Linked DNA regions of Drosophila melanogaster: region 2 is linked to region 1. Evidence: chromatin contacts called from public Hi-C data. All regions are on one chromosome and are shown on one strand. The core of a region is the stretch at or near the end of the contact, and the rest is flanking DNA. Distances in the headings are between cores, read along the strand shown.

Region 1 (5,717 bases), core at 2,246-4,745:
AGCCTCGCCAGGCGCCTGGAGCCCATGAGCTGCGTAAGTTGGGATATTCTACATTACAATTGTATCTATCTCTTGTATCTATTTTTTTAGCACCTTCATACGAAGAGCTCTTCGGCTTGGCCAACGCACCTCCGGGAACTCCAAAGTGAGGAGTGATAGGCAGTCCCGAGCAGCCATCCAGTTACGTCCAAGCTTTGCCTAGACATAGAGCTTCAGGTTTACTTTATAGTGTTATTGAGCATCAGAATATCGAATATATCCTAGACCTTCTACGCTTCGAGCACAAACCATATGCAAATTGTGCACAAATCAAGTTATACGCTGATATACCCTATTTATGTTTACCTTTGATTTCACCAAGTTTGAAACTAAGTTCGGATAGGGCAAATCGTTTTCCAGTCTGATATTAATTTGCATTTTTTTTATACACATTGATATTGGAATACTTTTTGTTCAATTGTATTTTCTTTTCAACAAAAATGCGATTTGTTTCTTTGCCGTGTTCTTCATAACTTAAAAACTTGAATAGCCAGAAAATATTGAAATATATTATATACTTGCGAAGTATATCGAATCCTAAGCGAAAACTATTTTGACAATTAACTTTTACTAGGCATACATATTATATTCGAACAAATTCAAAATTAGTTTAAAATAAGATAAAAAATTGCTAAACGAATTATTTAGGTAAACGAACAATCAAGAGAATTTAACTTTAGAAGTCTGTCTTCGTTTGAACTTTATTGGCTTAGACAGCCAAACCTTGCGCATTTCTGAGAATTGAATCTTGCGAATTACTCAAAGACTCATGAGTATTTATGTCACCACTCACTATACTCGAAACATATTTCCTGCCCGCCTATTTATCTTCCATTTCTTATTTATATACGTCCGCCTGTCCAAAGATTCTGCTGAAAACGGTTTATAGATCTAGTGTCTCAATGAAATTCTATACCAAAACAGGTCTAACATTACTATTTATTTCTCTCACTGCATTACGTGTTTAGCATTTAAGTACTTAAGCACAAATCGAATATGTTGAAGGATGTTTTGGTTCTTCGAAGACGCGAAGAATCAATGAATCAATAAGCTTTAGTGCCTCTGTATGATGAACAAATCGAATGGTTATCGTTGAAAAAACACACACAAAAGTATCGACGAACAATTTTTATACAATGTCAACTTTTAGTTTTAAGCGCACGAAAGTATATTATGTACGATCAAACGATTTCGTTAAGGTGCTTTACAAATCACTATTTTTGGATACCAATTTTTTTTGTTTTCCTTTTGATTTACACACACGAAAAACTGAATAAAATGTTAATATAATTACAAAAACTATTCACTTTATTCACTATATAATGTATATATCTCCATATATCCCAAGCTGTTTGGAAACGCACTAAAATGAGGGGTTGTTAAAGCAGGTCATGCAACTTCCACCCAGCCCCTCAGAAAATCATGCTCCTTGTACGTGCTAAATTACAATTTGAAGTGCTCGAAGGAAAGTGCGTTGCCGTCGCCCACGCAGCTACCTCTGTCTGCTGGACCTGTTCGGCTGGACAGGTGGATAGCCAGGTGGGTGGCCACCAGGTGAGCTGTGGGAACGTGTGCGACTTTTGTAACAAGTAACGGAAGTGTTAAGTCAGGTGTAATTGTTTTCTTTCATATTTTTTTTTCCAGCTGCCGCTGACGAGGGCGACAATTTAGTTTGCCCAACGGCGCTGGGGGAATCAGAGTAACCATAAATTATACTCCACATTGCGATGGGGCTGGCTGCCTTCTGGTGCTTCTGGGGCTTCTGGTGCGCTGCATGAAAGGCATATATAAACAAAATTGTTAAATAATAGCGACATTTAGCGGAAGTGTAGTGCCTGCCGCATTCTGGAAACTTCAGCACGCGCGACAAACGATCGCGGTCCTTATGATTTTCCACGATTCACTCCCTCGCGTTTCCATTTCGTCAAATTATACACGTGCTAGAAGCAAACTCAGCTCACCCCACTTTCCGTGCACTTAATGTCTTAATCGGTCTTGGGTTTAACTTCTATTTGACTTTCCAGCACGGGGGTTGGAAGGTTAATGATTTGTTGTCCGTTTCGGGGGAGGCGGGATAGTGCAATTTGAGGCTTTGCTTTTCGCCATTGAGCGTGCTGCCAACTGATATTAAGTATGCGCCATGTGTGACACTGTCTCTGCCTTGAAAACGAATTTAGATTGATAAGCACGTACGTTAATGGCTGTAATTTAAGATATTATATATGTTTTACCGTGCTCTGAAATATCAAAATCTCACTGAAAGATTTTTTCAAGTAATTTCTAAAATTGTTTCTTGGTTCGTTTGTTAAAACTAATATCTCTTAAGATTTTAGTGAGCGCATTCACTAATCCCATTTCCCATTCTTGAATATTACAAGTCTTTACCCGTAATCAAAATGTAACCACCGAAAACTTTCGACCCATATGGTAAAACGGACAATGATTGAGTTTTTATTAAAACTCGAACACACATAGCCGGAACATCCGTAGCCCATCCTAGAGTCGAAAAAGCAAAGCCATCTGCGTCACCGAATGACTGGGAATTAGTTTATTTCACTGTCCGTCGAGACAGAAAGGCAGGGGAAATCGAAGGAAGCCAAAAGAGCATGTTAAAGAAGGCCGGGCACATGGCCTAATGCCAAATAACCAAATCAAAACTAATCAAGCAGAAGTTACTGCAACTGCCGCACAGCAGGTGGCATCCGATTTTCCAGGGAAACCCCACCCCACCCGGATGGCGGGTGTGGATGTGGGATTCGGTGTGCTGGCCACTGGCCACAGTGAAAATGGTTTTAAATTGCTGCCTGATTGTCTTTCAAGTTGGCCCCACACTTGTGGCGCTTTTGCTTCTTTGCTTTTTATCGCAGCAACCTTCTCTCTGTGACTGTGACTGAAATTTAATCAAGCGTTGAAATTTTTGCACGTACGTATTTCTATTTCTATTTCTATCATATTCAATGGCCGCTCCAATTTCTGGCTCTGGTCACATGTGTGACTCTCCGTCCGACGTGGTCACAGTGGGTTCCTTTCTCCACTTTCCAACTCCAACTCGAAACCCACATCCCCATACGCGTTGATTTCTCCCCACTTGTGTGAATGCTCCCGCAACGAGCTCTGCGTCCGATTTTGGGGCAACAGTTGCCAAAGACTGTGACCTCCTTGGCCCCCTGCCACATTCAAGTGTACGTATTTTTTTTTTTAGCTGGCCGCTTTATTAAGCTTTTGTGTTGCCTGGCAGCCAGCTGTGACGGATTCGAGGAGCTGAAGTTTGTTTCCGTTTGGGGTCCTTGTTCGGGGATTCCCTGGAAGAGCGGTTAGTCATGCGATAATTAGCGGGGAAAATGGTTTTTAAATGAAAGAGACGAGAAAGTGCAGTATAAGTTGCCCATTATGATGATGTATTACTTTTCATACAGTCGAGAGCCTCGACTATCTGATACCCGGTTAATTTTAAAACAATAAATATGCCTTCATAAATATATATATTTTGCCGCTCGAATTAGCTTTCGATTAAAATGTTAAAATCGAAACCCAGGGAACACCACGTGGAGGCCGTTGAGTTGCAACGGGGTCGTTTAAACCAAATTACATTTTGGCGACCTACGAGTCGACTTGAGTTTTCAAACTTTGTAAAAGTTCGAAAACTCCATGTTCCCCAAAAAATTTGTTTGTCCGTATCTTACGGATGCATACTTACTTTCATTTTAATTTAGCTTTATAGTAAATAGTAATTAAATTTCACATATGATATATGTGCGTATATTTGTTTTCGTAAGCTTTATATTTCATTAGCGTAGTAATTTCACACGTAACCATGAACGTGTGATTTCTGATTTATTAAAATATTAATAAAGTTGAAAAATAATTTTCGGAGCTACTTATTGTCCCAACAAATATTTATTGGAACGTAGCTCGATTTCATTTATTTACCACCGCAGCAGCAACATCTTGACTTGGTTTTAATATCAATTTGACACAGTTGTTGGCCGCCACGTGCTGCTCATTTTTCTGTGCAGTTTGATTGCAGGACCGCACCGCCCCGCCCATTCAGGATGCCTCCTCCCCTCCCACCAGACATGGCCATTCAGGAGCATCACCACCACCACCACACAATATGTTGCAATTTCTGTTAATTTCGTTATTGAGACACGTTCGCACGAACTGCGGGCGGGCACAGCTTTTCGCTCGAATTCCCACTGCGGTGCCGGAGAGATGAACTGCAGCTGTCCGGCGGACGCAGAGGAATTTTGCAGTGGGATTGGGACTGGGAACGCCCCAGCTAAAACCAACTGATTGATGCCGTAGGAGCGAAGTTTATCCACTGGCCGATTGGCAAAAGAAGCCACAGCAAAAGCTTGCGGTGTGTGTGTGTGTGCATATAATTTGATATGCCGGCAAGCTAAAAAGTGGCCAAGGAGGAAATAGCCAACAACACGGCCAATTTCCAATGGCCAGTAGCCAGAGGCCACAACAAAGAGCTTGGCTCTTGAGCAATTTATGAGAGGAGTGCTTAAGCAGCCGAATCATCTGGCTGTTGGCCAATTAATATGGCCTGTTATGAACCGGGCTAAGTTCATTTAAGTGTGAAATACTTAAAAAGCATTCGACGGCCTGTGGCTATATGTACATTTTAACTCCATGTTTGTTTGTTTTTTTTTTTTTTTTTGGGGGTGGTGGGTAGCATTTCCGGTATTTCCTAACTGTTTTCAATCAATTTCCCAGCTGACTTTTAATTGACAATTAAAACACTTTTGGCTGCGACTAGCATAACATTTTCTTTGATGATGTAACGCGGCAAATAAACAAATGCAGCACTTTTTGCGCACTTTCACCAGCTGTGTGTGCGCTGAGTCAATAAATATGCAATTAATGTGCAAAAATCAACATAATCAAATTACGACCGTTTGATTGGTTAAATTGAATTTATAATGACGTCCGAAACGTTTTCGATGTTGGATAATCAGTTTAGCATTGTAATGCCAGAAAGTATCTGTGGCTCAATTCAAATTGTTCGCTAAACCAGAAACACGCATAAAAACATTGGCCAGCGAGAATGTATGCAAATAGGTAAAACATTTATATGCATTAACACTTTAATCTGTGACAGGGCTGATTTTATAAGCTCAATTGAATTAAAGATATTTGCTGAAAACAATTTTCACAAAAAAAATAAGCAAATTGCAATATTTATGTAATGAATGCCTCGTTTTCCCCGCAATCCACTTCGAATTTATTGCACTTAACTTGTGCAAAATGTTAACATTTAATAAAATCAAAACAAGCTAACCAACCCATATCCCATACTTCCAATATTTCTCGATAAGGCTGCAAAAACGCAATAAATATTTGATTGGTTTTTATGACGGAAAAAAGCGAAAAATGCAAATAAAAGTAAATATAAAAACATATGCATATAATTAGTAGCGAGCCAAAAGTTGGATTTGACCAGCAAAATTAAACGATAGAATTGAAACGAAATGGAATAAAATCAATTTTGCACTGAGAATGAAATGCATTGAGAAATCAAAAATAATATATGAGCAATGTCATATTCAAAAAGTTACAGCAAGTGAAAAATTTGCCAATTGCTAACTAACTAATGTTATTCTACAAAATTATTGATCAATATGTAAGTAACAAATGTAAACTTACCGCCGTTAAATTTCTGCGTAGATCAG
Region 2 (5,717 bases), core at 2,338-4,837, 71 kb after region 1:
GTCCTCTTGGATATCCTGTCACCGCGGTGAAAAGGGGATGGGGTCGGTGGGCGAAAGTGTCCATTAAGCTCAGCCATTCGGTTGGCAAGCTTTTTGGCCAGCCAAGTGCTGGCGGTGCTAAAACATCTGTACCGTGTGCGCCGTGGCGTGTCCGATGGCCAGGTGAGCTTGCTTCGCCGTGGAGATGCATGTGTATCTATGCATCCGTAATTCACATGCTCACAATTTGAAATTGTAAATTTTGTGTCTTGTTAGTTGGGTAGCTGGGCAAATTGGGGGACTGAGGACCTGAGAACGTGGGGACTGGCGACTGGAGACTGCGGACTGGGTAAACGTGAAGCGAAATAAAACAACGAACAAAATCAACAAACATAAGGTAAAGTGCTGATTTGTTGCTGTTGTTTTATACGCTCTCACTCCCTTTCTCGCTTTTTCTCGACTGCTCGTTGTTTTCATTGTTTGTCGAGTAAAACTGTTACTTGTTTTTTCAGGCTGCCATTTTTGCTTATTTTAGACCGCACATATTCTCACACAGACGAGCACACGTAAAAACAAAACACAAACACAGAGATACATTTGTAGTGCAGGTAGCAAAAGAATAATGTGCCGTAGATACCTCCTACGCCCAAGACGTTCCCATTTCCATTTTCAACTTTAACTTGAACTCCAACTGAATGCTGGTTATGGCAAACTGAATACGGGATGCTCGCAATTTATGCCCACCGTATTTGTTTATACAAATTTAATGAATACACACTGTGTGGCAGCCAGGCAGCCATACCATTGCATTGTTGAATCTATGTAAGTACATATATGTGCCCAAATATACATATATCCGGAACCCCAGGCGTTCCTAGGGTCGTCTATACTTTATGCTCCTTTTCGAGCCGTGCGTTTTGCATACGGCGGAATATTCGGAGTGCTGGGTAATACACAGCCTGCAAGGCATCCTGTAAAATGTTAGAGTGATGTGAAGGTGCAAGCTGCCGGGCAATAGTTGCATTAAACAATTCACGTGCCCCAACAATGTCTGGAGATGGCTGCCCCACGATGAAATGGGTGAAAGTTTCTCTTATCCAACTGAATTGCTCCTCCTGCTTAATAGTTTTCCCATATGTGCATATTAAAGCTGATGCCCTCATTTTTCTAAACACCTTACAAAACTATTTGAGCTAGTAAAAAACTCAAAAGACGAAGAGTATTTACTCGTATTATATTATAACTTTATTCCTTAAGTTCGTAACATTCGAAATAAATAGTCCTTTGTTGTTCACAACTTAGCCGAAAATGTATTTCACAGCAAAAGTGTTCTCAAGAAGACGAGCAAGAACTATTCGTTCGTCCTGTCTAACTATTTTTAATTTTCCAAACACGTTTTCTTGGTGGAAAAATCCTTTAAAAAATAAAACAAGAAACCGAGAAAACAAATAGAAAGTCGTGGCTAGCAAGAGAAAAAAATTGTTGCAACTAGTGTAGTTTGTTTATGTTAAATGCGCGGTATTCATGTGTGTGTGCTTGTGCGTTTGTGAGTGTGTGTTGAGGGAAAATGGCAACAGTGTTTGCAATGGTGTGGGTGTGCCAAAACTTTAGCTTAGCTTAACGCGTGTCCTTGTGCGCTCGTCACAGCTTGTAGTTGTAGTTGTTACTTTAAACATAGACCGCAGGCAAGAGAATTGAAGAGGGTGAAAAGCGGGAAGGGATCTAGAAAAAACCCACAGGGGCGGAAAGTGCAGTGAAGGGGCAAAGGAGGGGCCATGTGACTGACAGCACACTGCGAAGAGAAAACTTTGCGTTTTGCCTAAGTGACGACGTGCGACAAGCGGCGGCAGTTGGCCAAAAAAGAACTGGCCAACACTGCAAAAAATGTACTTAACTGGTATATACTTATATGCTATACTTCCTTATAATTGAATTTTATATAATAATTTTAAAAACCAAAGCCAAAGCTAGATCTAAAGAGATTTAAAATAGAATTAAAGCATACAGAAAAGATTAATAACTTTTATTATTATCAGCTAGTTGAGGAATGGCAATTTTGTCGCTATAATCGAAAATTTTTTAATGACGTTTTGTCCTCAGCTAGTTGTCATATTTTTCTTAGTGGAAAACATTGTTGTCCCACACACTTGCTACTTGCAACTGTGTTTGTCCTCCTCCCGCCAGGACTTTTAATATTTAAGGAAGCCTGGTTCTGGCCAGGAGGCTCCCATCGTCCATCGTCAATCGTCCGTCTGCCGCTGCTGCGTTTGCTTGCCTCACTGGCTGCCAACAGCTAGAAAGCAGTGGCAAAAGCAGCAACAGCACCAACATCGACTCACACACACAGCAACATGTGTTAAAAGTTTTTGTTGCAAGGACTTGGTTACACCTCTGCGGCTGGCTGTGAATCTAGATTGCTGCAACAAGGAGTTGCCGGCGCCGGTGCTGCTGTTTCCTTTTAGTTCGGCTTCCCCCAGCTTTTTTGCAAGTTTCGGTAAACTTGCCACTTGGCCAAAAAGCAGAAGACTTGTCCCCGCCATGCTCCCAATGGAATGTATCTCAATGTGTGGTAAAATAAATTTACAGCTTGACCGAAAGGAAGCAAGATAGAAGGACAGACAAAGGAGTAGAAAAACGTTCTCAGAAGCACAACGAATGCGAAACACTCTTAATACTTGTTACTGTCTCATTATGTCCTTAAAGAAGTATATATTATTATGCATCTCTTTGCTCAATAGATAATTATCATAAATTAATTATGTAATTATTTTCTGTTAAGTACAAAGGCAATTACTATCAAGCCAAGTAGATGGAAATCAACATTCTAATGCCCCGCCCACACATTGCACTTATACATTCGAATATCTTACCTGATGAATAATTAACGGATAACTTTTTAGCCTGCCAAAGGACAAAGCAATCCTTTGAGTACCCATTGGTCAGTTTGATGGGCGCCACATTCCAGCCCAGTCCGTTCGGTTTCTGTGGTTACTATTTGAAGTTTTGATTAATTAATGAGTGAAACCCATCTGAGGTTCGCCCGCCAGAGGTTGAAAAAGGTCTCAATGACTTGGCTCTGGCAGGCTGTAATTTCGTATTGCTTGCTATTCATTAGCAGGCCATCAGTAACCGTATCCAATTTGAGCCTGACGCTCCAAATTCGATTCGTCCTCAGTTTAATTGAGTGTTTGATTTAATTATAGACCATTTAAATGCCGTTGTGCTGCCGCTGTTGGTGCTGCATCATTAAGCATTGATTACGAAAGCTGATTAATTAGTTGCCCTGCCCGCACACATAGGCATGTTGATGCCATGGCACACTCTCTCACACACACACACACACACACGCCTAGTCCTATTTATGACAATTCATCAAAAGTGCGTTATAATTATGTAATTGTTGCTCACAGCGCGTCGTATTCGCATGCAAATTGCGTGTGTTGTCGGGCTAATTGTGATTGCAGGGCTCTGGTTTGCTAGTTTTTTTTTTTAAGCGGTTAGGAGAAGTCAAATTTGAGACCAGCGCCAAAAGCTTTCCGATGCACCATCACCAACTCAACTTTTAATGACAAAACGTTGAACACCGCTTGGCCCTAACTTTGCCCAGCTCATTTCAGCTCAGTTCACTTTGGAAAAATTTCGAAATTTCGATAAAAATTCGACCTAAATATTTGATAAGCAGTTAGTTCTCTAAATCGCCGTAGCTTCACTTTAGAATATTCATCTTTCTTTCACCAAATTATCTTGAACACCCTTTAAAGTGCACACATTTAATTAGCCGAATTTATTTTCGACAGTGTGTGCTCATCATCAGGGAGCGGTGGCCACAGAAACCGCCGTCTCATGATTTAAATTTAATGCAACTTTTGCTTTATAGCCAAACTGTCGCGCACACAGACACACATCACACAGAACCCCCACCCACCCACACACACACATTAATGTAAAAGCTATAAAGTCATGTGCAACACCATTGCCACTTCCGGGCGGTGGCAACAGCAGCAAAACAGGAGCAGCTGCAGACCCAGGAGCAGGAGCAGGAGCGGAGCAGGATCAGCCGCCGGTTCGGGACTCTCTGGCAGCTATTTGGTCACTGCACTTAGTGCACTTCCTTTGCTCGCATTGCTGGGGTTTTTCGCCAGCCAGGGAAAAGGGGTTAAGGGTTTTTTAAACTTGCTACTCATTTCGGATTGGGGTAGTTGGAAATAATACTGCATTATTACTTATACTTAAAAGAAATCAACAAATTAAAATTAATAAATGATAAAATGATTATAAGATATAAGGAAACTGAAACAATACATCTATTGCAAAATCTAAAATACAACAACTAATGGGTATCAAATCGGCCATTCCTGATTAGTTTTAGACTGATTCTGGTGCAGCTGCTCTCGTTGCTGCCGCCTGATGAAATGCCATGCTTGGCGGTTGAGCGTTGAGATTTTGTAGGAACAGAAGACCGACAATCTACACCACACACGAAACTGCATGTGTGTGTGAGTGTCGTCCTGGGCTTTTGATTATGTGTGTGTGAGTGATGGAATTTTGCAGTTTTAGTTAATGTTTAGCCAGCGCTATTTTGGCCCAAAGAATGTCGCGTGGAGGAGCCAAATACTTTGACAACATCACCAGTTACATTTTCTATATGTGCACACTATATATATATATGGGGAAAGTAAGGAAAAAGAGTCCGCGAGTGTGTGTGTGTGTGTGTGTGTGCTGACGAAAGTGGTTTAGTGCTATCTTCATTTCGGCATTGGATTTGCCATTAGAGTTTGGCCAAGCGTGTAAATGAAATTTGATAAGATTAGGCTGTGCAATTGTTGCAGTGCTACCCATGTGTCCCATTCTTCATCCTTTGAGTGGATCGCCTTGCAAAGCGAGAGCTTTCCTTGAGTGGTATAAGAGTGAAACCGTTGGAAATTTTGAAAAAATCCCATTCATGCCAAGCAAAAGTTTTCGCGTTCCACAATTCATTCGGTTTTTTTTTTGCTGGTTTCGGGCGCATGTCTGGCGAAACCACGCTTTCGAAATCGAAAAGAGAGCCAGAGAAAGCCGAGAGAAAGTTCAGAGAAAGCGTGAGAGATGCGAGCTTCGGGTCTCGTGGTCCCATGTCAACTTACATGCTTACACCCCATTGTAGTAGAGTTTTTTTTGTAAGCGGTGTGATGCGTGATTTTGATGGTGGTGTAGGTTAAGTTGTAGCGGTGCCATTTTTTAGCCTACACCTTGAGGAAATCAATCAGGAAATTCTGATTAATTAATCACTCAGCTGGGCTTACATTTTGGGTTTAATAAGTAGGACATTAGAGTTTCTTAAAACGATGCCAGAACCCGGAAATGGTTCTATTGGTCTTTTATTCACCTATACGGACTTTATATATTTAATTGGGTTTATAGTCTTACTGCATGAACTTTAGCCAAACATTAGTGAAGTATTCATTGTAATCTGTGATCCTTGACTGGCTGCCTTGACCAGCGAAACTGCAGTAAGTGCGAGATGCTCTTGGTAACCGCTTTCTGAAACTCTCATTCATCTAGGTAGATGCGATTTTGAAGAGAGGCAGACATCGTGAGTTCGATGGAAACGCAAAAGAGAGGGAAAGCAAAAGGTTCCACAGGAATGCGTGGTGGAATATGTTTTTAGAAGGTTCGCAAGGGCAAAAGGGTGTTGAGGTAGGACTGGACACCCACGGCAGGGGGGAAGGGAAGTGGAAAGTCGCAAATAAATCATGATC

Evidence for each region. A called contact is a pair of places that touch in the nucleus more often than the background predicts.
Region 2: a Hi-C map of the Kc167 cell line shows a contact between it and region 1, with 2.2 times the contacts expected there. A contact is called at or near these places in 22 of 107 Hi-C or Micro-C datasets (the Clone 8 cell line, the D17-c3 cell line, the Kc167 cell line and 12 more).

What each region holds. Positions count from the first base shown.
Region 1 is chr3R:10,895,086-10,900,802 of dm6, forward strand. lncRNA:CR45578 (long non-coding RNA:CR45578) reads right to left here and starts at 3,496. Exons shown (of 1, transcript NR_125137.1): 1 at 2,900-3,496. Leash (leash) reads left to right here. Exons shown (of 3, transcript NM_141780.4): 2 at 1-33; 3 at 91-1,333. The coding sequence ends at 149. lncRNA:CR45577 (long non-coding RNA:CR45577) reads right to left here and starts at 2,096. Exons shown (of 1, transcript NR_125136.1): 1 at 1,394-2,096.
Region 2 is chr3R:10,966,080-10,971,796 of dm6, forward strand. It overlaps lncRNA:CR45561 (long non-coding RNA:CR45561), which reads left to right and starts at 3,588. Exons shown (of 1, transcript NR_125138.1): 1 at 3,588-4,199.